2 separate regions of the Mus musculus genome follow, and region 1 is linked to region 2. Evidence: chromatin contacts called from public HiChIP or PLAC-seq data. All regions are on one chromosome and are shown on one strand. Each heading gives the region's core, a stretch centred on a gene start, on an enhancer-like site or on the middle of the called end of the contact. The rest is flanking DNA. Distances are from core to core; before and after follow the strand shown. Region 1 has its middle 140 kb from the start of Gm39048. Region 2 has its middle 64 kb from the start of Tmem126b.

Region 1 (5,439 bases), core at 884-3,383, 340 kb before region 2:
TCTTCAAAGCTTATATATAGTAATAGATCTTTAATACCAAGAAATGGAACATTTCTCCATAAGAAGGTGGGAACTAGGAAATTTGAAAATATACTTTGAAAGTATACATTGAAAATTACTTACAATTATCTAATTATGTTATTCTTTCCAATTCTTTCTTTCAAGTAGAGTATCTCAGAATCATAGCATTGATATTATCATTTACTAGAAACATAAAATATTAATCTTACATTCTCAACCATTTTAAGTGTAGAGTTCAATAGTCTTACATATATTAACAGTAAAACTTTTATATTAAAACTGAAACTCTCTATCCATGACACACTAATTTTCCCTCATCAATCCCCTTACCAATAAGCAATCCATTTGTCACCTTTTCTTTCTAAGAGTTTGAGTACTTTATATACCTTATATAAGTAAAATTATATAGTAATCTTTTTTGTTGCCAGATTATTTTGGTTGACACAATGTTCACAAGCTTCAATGATAATTTTGTACGTGAGAGTAATTTTTTTCTTTTGCATTACTATGTGTCAGTAATAAATTTCATTATGATACTTTTCTTAGTGTTTCTATTGCTGTGATGAAACACTATAACCAACATATAGGTTGGGGAGGAAAGGATTTATTCAGCTTACAATTCTCCAGTGCTGTTTATCATTGAAGGAGGACAGGACAGAAACTCAAACAGGGCAAGATCCTGGACTCAGAAGTTAATGCAGAAACCATGGAAGGGTACTACTTACTGGCTTCCTCAGCCTGCTTTCTTGTAGAACCTAGAGCCGCCAGACCAAGAATGGCATTATGCACAATGGACTTGGCTCTCCCCCCATCAATTACTAATTAAGAAACAGCCACATCTTATGGTGGAGGTTCCTTATTTAACTCTAGTTTATGTGTCAAGCTGACATAAGACAAGCTAGTACCAATCCTTTCACACAATCCTATAACTTTGATTATATTAACTCCCTCTCCCCCTTCCCTTCTCCCTCCCCCTCTCCCTCCTCCTCTCCCTCTCTCTCTCATTTCCACTTCCTTGTCCCTAAGAAGTCCCACTTTGTCTTCATGTCCTCATCAGATAGAGAATAGTTATTGTTTTTATTCATAAGTCTGACTATGATGCTTTAAATGATGATCTATAGTTCCATTTATTTTTGTACAAAGACATGATTTTATTTCCTTTAGAGCTAAATAAAACTCAGATAGGCTGGGCAGTGGTGATATACGCCTTTAATCCCAGCACCTGGGAGGCAGAGGCAGGCTGATTTCTGAGTTCCAGGCCAGCTTGATCTACAGAGTGTGTTCCAGGACAGCCAGGGCTACACAGAGAAACCCTGTCTTGAAAAACAAAAACAAACAAAACAAAGCAAAGCAAAGCAAAGCAAAACAAAACAAGAAAACCTCAGATAAATAGAAGATAGATAGATAGATAGATAGATAGATAGATAGATAGATAGATAGATAGATAGATATTCCATATTTTATTTCTACATTCATGTTCTGGGGAACACCTAGGCTAATTCTATAGCTTAGCCTTGTGTATAGTACTGAGATACACATAGACATACAGATACTGCTCTAATGAAGGAACTGATTCTTTTGAAATTGTTCACAGAAGTAGTATTTCTAGATCATATTAAAGTGTTAGCCTAATTGTGTAAGGAATACATATCATGATTCTGATAGTCTTTAGCTAATATATGTCCACTTCTGTGCCAGCAGCAACCTATGTTGTTTATTTCTTAACCTTGGACACTCTGACTGGGTTGAGATGAAATATCAACACAGGTTTATGTATGTATGTGTGTATGTATGTGTGTATGTATGTATGTATGTATGTATGTATGTATGTGCTATGCACACGCCAGTGAAGTTTGCTTGGCAGGCCAAGAGGCCTGAAAGCACTCAAGAGTTTCCTGGAGCTTTGGCATTCTCATTAACCCGTATACTCATACCCTAGCCTCACGTTAGTCTGGTGTATGGATCCACGTGCTCTCTTTTAGTATTATTTTATTATAAGTGCCTTTTAAGATTGAATTCTGATATAGTTAGGTCTCCCACCAGTGTTCCAATGTGCCAGAAGCCAGACAAGCTTGGAATCCGGTAGAAATGCAGTAAGGAAGTTACCTATTCAGTAACTCATTAAGCATTACAAAAGACAGAGCCAACAGCTCGTGGCTGGTTTGCAGAGTATCTACTAAGGACAGTAGCAAATCTCACCCAAACAAGGGAATACCATAAAAGAGCCAGGGAATCCCACTGAGATAGAAATCTTCAGTACAGGCTACATTGCATATTAGAGGCAAGTTGGTGAATTCTTCTGACAAATGAAGATTCTCCTCAGATACTTAAAAGTTACACTCACACTAAAAATTATCAGAGCCCAGGAAATAGGAGGATTGTGGTATTGCAGTATTCATGAGAAGGTCTGCTAAAGTAGAACCCCTGGTGGTGGGCTTAACAGTAGACTAGCTTTACAACTGGCTCCCTTCTTAGTGGCAGCGGCCTGGTCCCCGCCTTCTTTTGATGTATACATTCCTTTTGTATTGCGTCACTGTAACTTGGTGGATTGTTTTGTCTGGTTTCTTGCTATTCTGCGTATAAAATGTTTGATGCTTGACCTGACATTACATTCAGATTCTACACAATCTCTCGTGTTTGGTCTGTCTATCACTCTCCAACTCCTTGCCCATCTGTATCCAGAGACCCGTCCACGCAGACAAAGGGACCCAGAGAGTCTGTGGCATGTATGTATGTATGTATGTATGTATGTATGTATTATGTATGTTTTATTTATTTGTTTGTTTGTTTGTTTATTTATTTATATGTGTATGGATGAGAGTTTTTCCTGTATGAATGTCCCTGCACAACATACCACATGAATGTCTGGTTCCCATAAAGATAAAAAGAGAGCATAAGATTCCTGGTAATTAGAGTTATAGATGGTTGGGTCATGTGGGTGCTGGGTATTGAATTGGGTCCTCTAGAGGAACAGCCAGGGTTGTTAGCTACTGCGCTCTCTCTCAAGTCCCATTGACAGAGTTTTAATTTTCATTCATTTTCTTATAGCTAATGACTGGACATTCCTGCATTGGCCAATTATATATTTTCATTGAAGAGCCTGCTAAATTTATTTGCCCATTAAGTAACCAGATTGTTTGCTCACTTGTCATTTAATGTTTTTAAATATTTTACATTTTCTGCATTTTAAAATTTTTTATCAGATATTTTCTTCATTTACATTTCAAATGCTATCCCTTGCCAAATTTTCTCTCTGGAAGTCCCCTATAACCTCCCCCTTGCCAATCCCCTGTTAAATATAGGCTGTCTCTTGTCTCTAGAAATGGCTTGCTTTGCTATATGATTTCATTTATTTTATATAATCCTGTTTGGGAATTCTTACTTTAATTCCCTGAGCTATTGTAGTTAGAAAGGAATTTCTCTTGTATTGAGTTGTGTTCCCTCTCCTTTACTAGTTTTAAAGTTTCAAGTCTTATTTTAAATTATTAATCAATTTGGAACTAATTATTGCACAGTGTGTGAGATCAAAATCTATACTTTAATCTCCTAGATGTGGATATTTAGTTTTCTGGCACTTCTTCTTTAAAAGGCGTTATCACCTTGTGCGTGCTTTTGGAGCCTTTATCAAGAATCAAATTACTTCAGCTGTGTTGAGTTATTCTTAGTTTTTTTTTTTTTTTTTTTTTTTTTCTGTTCACTGGTGTACATGTCTGGTTTTGTGTCTCTGCCTTGCTGGTTTTATTACTATGGGTCTGTGAAATGATTTGAAGTAAGATTTTGTTATATCTCTGGCATTGTTCTTTCTACTCTGGATTTCATTTGCCATGTTTTGGTGTTTTATGTGAATTTTTAAAAACATTTTCTTTCTATTTCCATGAAAAATATCACTCTAATTTTGATAAGTATTTTATTGATTCTGCAGAATGCTTTTAGTCACAAATCCATTTTAACAATATTATATACTTCTGATCTGTCCTATTTTTTTTTTATTGCTGTGATAAATACCAAACCAAGAGCAACTCAGGGAATAAAGGATTATTTGGCTCATACTTCCATGCAAAGTCCATCATCAAGAGAAGCTGGAGAAGAAGTCCAAATAAGGAACCTAGAGATAGTAACTGAAATACATACCATGGAGCAAAGCAGCTTGCTGGCTTGATACACTTAGTTTGTTCAGCCTGCTTTTTTATACAATCCAGTACTGTCAGAAGCCATCCAGGAGTCAAAACCTAACAAGTGACTTTCTCTAGATGGTCTGTTGGTTTTTGTATGGCTGTAATGGATTAATTTTGAATTTCAGGACATTCAGAGATCTCATCACAGGATTGTCTCTTGTTGATATGTTTGTCCAGTCATTAATAGTTATTAAATTATTATTATTTGCACATCAACAAAGATGTACTCTCTTGTAGTAATGTTATGAAGACAGGTTAATGATTTCACAATTCCTAACAATGATTCTATAAAACTCCTAAATTTATAGGAATTTTAACCTATAATTTTAACCAAGTAATTTTAACCCTGCTATAGTATAAGTGGTGCAGTTAGAGATATGTAAACCTTCACTAGGATAAGAAACAGACTTGGAATAAATTTATGGTCAGGGAAAACATTCCTTCTAGGTTGGCTGTGAAAGCATTATCTGATGACTGTAATAAACTAGGAATGAACAATATACTGTAAGTCCAAGGACAGAAAATAAAACATTGACTAATTCATCTATACAAAACTTTAAAACTAATGAGGTACAAGGCTAATGGTTTGCCTTTTCACAAAACCGTGCTGATTTGTAACATAAAAATTATTGCTCAAAACTTATAATGAACTCATGGGTCTAGAAGCTAGATAATGAATGTTTAGTTAGGTACTAGTCTTAATGGAAACACATGTAAACATTTCTGCTGTGAAATTGAACATTTAAAACGTAAAGATGCTTGCAAAACCATGTGAACATTGGTCCTGAGAAAGTATAAGAACAAAGAACAACAGTAGGAAAGGTTCCCTTTTTCTTTCTCTCAGCAACAAAGATTTGAGTTTCTTTTCAGAGTGAATTTTTTTTTCTGCAAGCGTGACTTCTCTGCCTAGGAAGAAGTTAGTGTTTTCCGAACAAAGAGGCAGAGTAATCACTTTTAAAAAATTTATCTCCCAACCCATAAAACAACAGGTGTTAATTGCCAGAAGTCAGTGGTTTCTGTCCCCAGAATAGTGAAGAGTTTAAAAAGGTAAATATCACAGAAAATAAACAACATTTTTAGCACTTGCAAACTAAGTTTTTCCCCCAAACATGCCAACTCTATCCCTCATTGCTGCTTTCCAGAGAAAACATGCCAGTCAGGCTTCCAACACAGGAACACTAGCCAAGGAGTACCACCACTACCAGTGGTGGGTTGATCCCTCCCATATCAATAACACCACAAA
Region 2 (5,219 bases), core at 306-2,805:
GAATGTTAAAGTAAAGGACTATTAAGAGATAACTCCTTTGTTCAAGAGAAGAGAATCACTGGCCTGGGTGCAGACCTAACACTCCAGTGTGGCCAAGTCAGTCTCCAGGCCAAAGGACCAACCCTAGGAAGGTGAGCTTATCTTAAACTGTGCTAATAAAATAGATATAGTAATTACCTCTTTGTTCTAGAGTAACCTCATGCTTATTGAGTCAACTATTACTAGACAGGCAAGCCCTCCCTATTGTACTTACTCCAAGGTAGGACAGAACAAGAGAGCCTACATGTTAGTGAGTTTGAAGAAAAGAATGTTCAAGAACAGGACTAGGGGATTGTAAGAAATATCAAATATGATTCTTTTCTATCAAATACTTTAAAATTTGTGTTTAAGAAAAGGAATTTAATTTTTTATATATATTCCCCCACCTTGAAAAGCTCTTGCCCAGTTGTTTTAATCCCTCTCTCCAGTTTATTCAAAGTCTCCCTGATGTATTCCAGGAATCTGATGCCCTAGAGCAGCAATCCCCCAACCCACCCCCTGCTCCCCTTTGTTTCTTGTCTTAGGCTAGTTCTTTTCAAACCAGCCAGCTGAATTAAGACTGTGAATCCAAACAATGTGGAAAAGACATAGTCACACCTGAGTTGGAATAAAAGCCAAATACACTTCCTGTTTCTGGGTGTTCACTTATCTGAGCACACCATCTTGGTCAAGAGTAAAGTCTGCCTTTTCCTAACACTTCAGTTGGAATGGTGGTCTCACTCTTTCTGATCATGGATTTACTTCGAACTAAAGGGGATAAAAGGAAAGGAAGGAAGAAGAAAAAAGAAAATCAGCCATATCTTTGGGTCTTCAATTAAATTTTAAAGGTTCCTATGGCACATAATTTTTTTGGTTGATTTATTTCATTGTATGTATATAAATGTTCTGCTTATAGGTACATATGTATACCACATGTATGCCTGGAGCCAGCAGACATCAAAACAAGACATCAGAACCCCTGGAACTGTAGTTATAGATGGTGGTGAGGCACTGTTTGTGGCTGGGATCCCAATCTAGTTCCTTTGCAAGAACAGAAAGTGCACTTAAGTGCTGAGCCATATTTCCAGCCCCTCACATAACATTTTTATCAAAAGTGTTGAGATTTTCCCTGTGTGGTGGTTTGAATATGCTTAGCCCACAGCGTGGTACTATTTAGTGGTATGGCTTTGTTGGAGTAGGTGTGGCCTATTCGGAAGTAGTGAGTCACTTTGGAGGTGGGCTTTGAAACCCTCTTCCTAGCTTCCTGGAAGTCAGTCTTCTTCTGACTGCTTTCGGATCCAGATGTAGAACACATTTAAAGCACATTAGGGGAATTCCAGGGATGAATAGATGAGTTCTAGCTTGATCTTTTGGATCTATCTCTAAGGACATTCCAGAACTATTGCTGGGTCCTAGGGGGCAGGAAACTGTTGCTGAGGAAGTCTGGAAATTGCTGCTAACCCATTGTCCTTTCCTCATGCCAGATGGCAGAGCAGTTTCTGAGTCCTGGACCTGCCTGGACTTGCCCAGTTCTTAGAAACAGATACTTAGGCCTAGTCTCCTGAACTGCCAATTTGAAGCCTGTCATGGAGTCAGTCTAGGCTGTCTCAGCACAATACTCACAGATAAACTCTGGAAGAAGCAGGAATATTAATCATGAAAGGATGTCTCCTAAATGGAAGAAATTATCTGTTTTCCACCAGAAGGCTGAGAGTGTATGTTGTTAATAACCTGGTGACCTTTCCTGTCTGTAGAGTCAAGGGTCACCGGAACCCCCCAGAATGTTTATCCAAGGCTCTCCATCCCTACACCATTATCTTTAGCTTTGTTTACCAGTCAATTAAACCCTTCCTAGAGATGTCACATGTATGTTATGGCCTGATGATCTCTGTGCTATCTCTGCCAGACACCACACCAGATCCAAGGCACTTAAGCTATAGAATAATAGTAGGACGATGTCCCCCTAGGGCTCATACAATGCCCTATTTATATATTTTATAATGAATACTAGTAAGCTATGTGAAAGTTGGGTGAGTTAAAAGTTGTTCACAAACCCTCTGAGATGATCTCTCATTTACTTTTTTTTTTTTAATTGCTATGACCAAATACTTAACAAGAAATTACATGATTTGTTTTGGCTCATAGTTAAAGGGATGGTCCTTTAAGAGCAGGGAAGATTCGATGGCAGGGGATTGAGGCAACTGACCACACTACATCCACAGTCAGGAAGCAGAGATGTGAATGTTGCTACTTGCCTCGCTCCCTCCTTTTTATTAGAAGCAGGTCCTCAGCACATAGACTAGTGTCTTTCATGGCTGGGGGAGGGGCGGTTTCCCCCCAGTTAACCTAATTAACCTAATCTAGAAAATCCTCCACAGACATGCCTATAGATTTGTCTCTTGGTGACTGAAGGTCCTATTACGTGACAATCAAAATTAACCATCACAGATGATTTACAAAACTATTATCTGATTTTTGCAATAGAACAATTAGTACAGAACACACAAAAAATAAAAAATGGATTTTTCAATAGCAGAAAATTACTTTGAAGGATTAAAATCTGATCCACCACCTCCTAATCATAACAAAAATAACCATCTCAGCCAAATTCTGCATTATAACTCAGCGGCCCTGAACTCTGGGATCCCTCCCTTTCTTTTGTAATTATTCCCTGTTTCCTAATACTAGGCTTCTTGTTGAATTGCTAATAGAATCCAGGAAATGCCTGAGGAATTTAATTCAGATGTAAATGGAATTATTTGGGTTGTTTCTGTCTTTGCTTTTAAAAAATTATAATATGACACAGTGTGCTAATGCGGAAAGTCCCACAGATTTCTCAGCTTGACACGTGGCTAATTTGGGGGAGGGTGGATCTGTGACTACAGAACGGAGAGATCCCACCCACACGCCTATGCCCACAGAGAAAGAGAAATGAAGTCTTTTCAAGAAGGCAGCCTGGTTTTGTCCTGCTGATACTGTTTCCTTGGTTCCTTTTTTCTTTTCTTTCCTCCTTATTTTGCATAACCTCAACAGGATTATAGTTGCAATTCTAAATTTACTTCTGGGCTCAACCTAAGTAGAAATTACACCCAAGGAAGCAGGGCACCACCCTATTGTTAAGCCATCTCAAGGAAATAAATTATGATGAAGGAAACACCTACGGCCTGCACAAAGTGGTAGGCACTGACTGCCTTAAGAACAAATGGATGATACCTGTGTGTTTACTTAGTCTGAAATCCGCAACTTCCTTTGAAGATAAAATGGGACAAAGTGAACAAAATAATTACAGTTTATGAAGAATGTAAATCGCTGTACGCTGTACCTTAAATGTCCCCCACAAAAGCTCATGTCTTGTTAAATGATTGTTTGACTGAGATACTGGAAGATGGTAGCAGCTTGAAGAGACAGGGCCTAGCTGAAAGGCATGCTCCTAAGAGGCATGCCGGGACTGTACTAGCCACATCCACCAAGAAAGAAACAGCTTTGTTCTGCTACACGCTTTTTTTATCAGGATTTCTGCCTCACCATAGGCCCAAAGTAACAGGATGAAGCCATCATTAACTGTAACTATGGAAATGTGGCCTAAAAGACATTTTCTTCCTTAAAAGTTGATTGCCTTGGGTACTTTGCCATAGCAACAGAAAGTTAGCCTAATTGTATGTGTGAGGCTCTAACTTTAAACTCAGCATCATGTCCTCAAAATCACATTTTTTTTCTGTGTAGGTTTGCATATTTTAGACATGGACAGAGGAGAGAAAGAATGTTGACCTGTCTATCAGCTCTTTTAGAGGTCGATTCAATGTTCTCAAATGTCTCTTTTAAATCTTAGATCCTGTGAGTCTATGATTCTTCATTCTGTTTCTGTGCACTGGCACAATCATTTGACATGACATTTCATAGCCAAAAATGTCACAGTAAATAATTCCAATCCAAAATGAATGTTTAGAAAAGCAAAAGCCAGTCCTAGCCCAAGGACATTTAAAATGGAAGAGAAATAGTCAAATATCAACCAGATTTGTACATAGACATAGGTGGCCATATCTTCACATACACCAATTTAAATATTTAGGAAAAAATACATCAAAATATTACTGTTTTAGGGGTATTGTAGTTAGGTGTAACAATAAATAATCAATTTTCTTCTTTATACCTTCTTATATGTCTGGATCCCACAACAGAAATATAAATTTTATGCTAATATTTACTTCAGATTATATTAACAGCCAAACCCTGAAATTAGGAGAAAATGACCCAAAACCAGTAAGACTACTCTAGTTTTGCTCGTCTCTCAGCACATTTATACAAGACATGTAATTGTCCTGGGAGAACAACTTTTGCTGAAAATTAAGTCACAAAAGTTATAAACTATATGAAGACTTAACTTCATGAAAAGAAGAATCAGTAGATACAATAATATCACTTTCCCAACCCTTAGAAAATAGAACAATTTATAGAATCAAAGGAGTATTTTGGATAATATTAAAAAGATAGAAGGAAGAAGCTGGGAGGCTGTTTAGTGTTGGCCTTCATGGCTAGCATCTGTGAGGCCTGGAGCATCGGATATGATCCCCAGCAAGTCTCTACCCAAGAACAGAAAGACATATGCGAAGAAAAAGGGAAGAAATAGAGACAAACTAAAAGAAATTATGAGCAATTTTAAACTTAGAACTTGTAAAAGCATATTCATTAAGCTTTCTCATGCCGTTTTATATATTACCCAGCAGATTAGATATAGCCACAGAGAAAACTATGGAGAATGAAATAAACAATGTTGTCAGTAACCTTCTTACATCAAAATACCTATTACATCAAAATATTCAACATTTCAACAGTATTAAAGGATGCTAAAGAGATAATAACTACAAATTTTCCAGAATTGGTAAAAACTATGGTGAGATTTAGAAGCTAAGTGAATTACATGGAAATGTTTTAAAAGAAATCTGGCCTAAATAGAGTATAAAGAGGCTTCAGAAAAGCAAAAGCAAAGGAAAATACTAACACCATCAGGAAAATAGCAAGTCAAATATAAAAGATAAACTGTGTTGTGGATTGTAGAGTCATCATTAGTTCATGTATCCATATGAGTATTTGTGAATTTCGAGTACTAAGCTAGTCTTTCCAGATATAAAAGTAGACAAATTTTAAAACATTGTCTTTATGGAGCCTACCCTGGGAGATGGTAATACAACCTATAAAATAGA

What was found. HiChIP or PLAC-seq counts read pairs in DNA pulled down with a chosen protein or histone mark.
Region 1: a contact with region 2 is called in an H3K27ac HiChIP or PLAC-seq map of embryonic stem cells, with 2.4 times the contacts expected there. The contact joins two enhancer-like sites. A contact is called at or near these places in 2 of 484 Hi-C or Micro-C datasets (cortical neurons and embryonic stem cells), 2 of 115 datasets of contacts at active chromatin or transcription factors (both in embryonic stem cells) and 1 of 9 other capture datasets (embryonic stem cells).

The regions. Positions count from the first base shown.
Region 1 is chr7:90,873,720-90,879,158 of GRCm38.p6, reverse strand. It overlaps a transcript of Dlg2 not described here. Among named protein-coding and RNA genes, the nearest start is that of Gm39048, 140 kb to the left of the region's middle. Within about 2 kb of position 2,133, at least 4 of the 459 cell types and tissues checked have an H3K27ac peak or open chromatin away from gene starts, as enhancers often do. A contact at or near this core is called in embryonic stem cells, where this site is marked.
Region 2 is chr7:90,537,312-90,542,530 of GRCm38.p6, reverse strand. It overlaps a transcript of Dlg2 not described here. Among named protein-coding and RNA genes, the nearest start is that of Tmem126b, 64 kb to the right of the region's middle. Within about 2 kb of position 1,555, at least 21 of the 459 cell types and tissues checked have an H3K27ac peak or open chromatin away from gene starts, as enhancers often do. A contact at or near this core is called in embryonic stem cells, where this site is marked.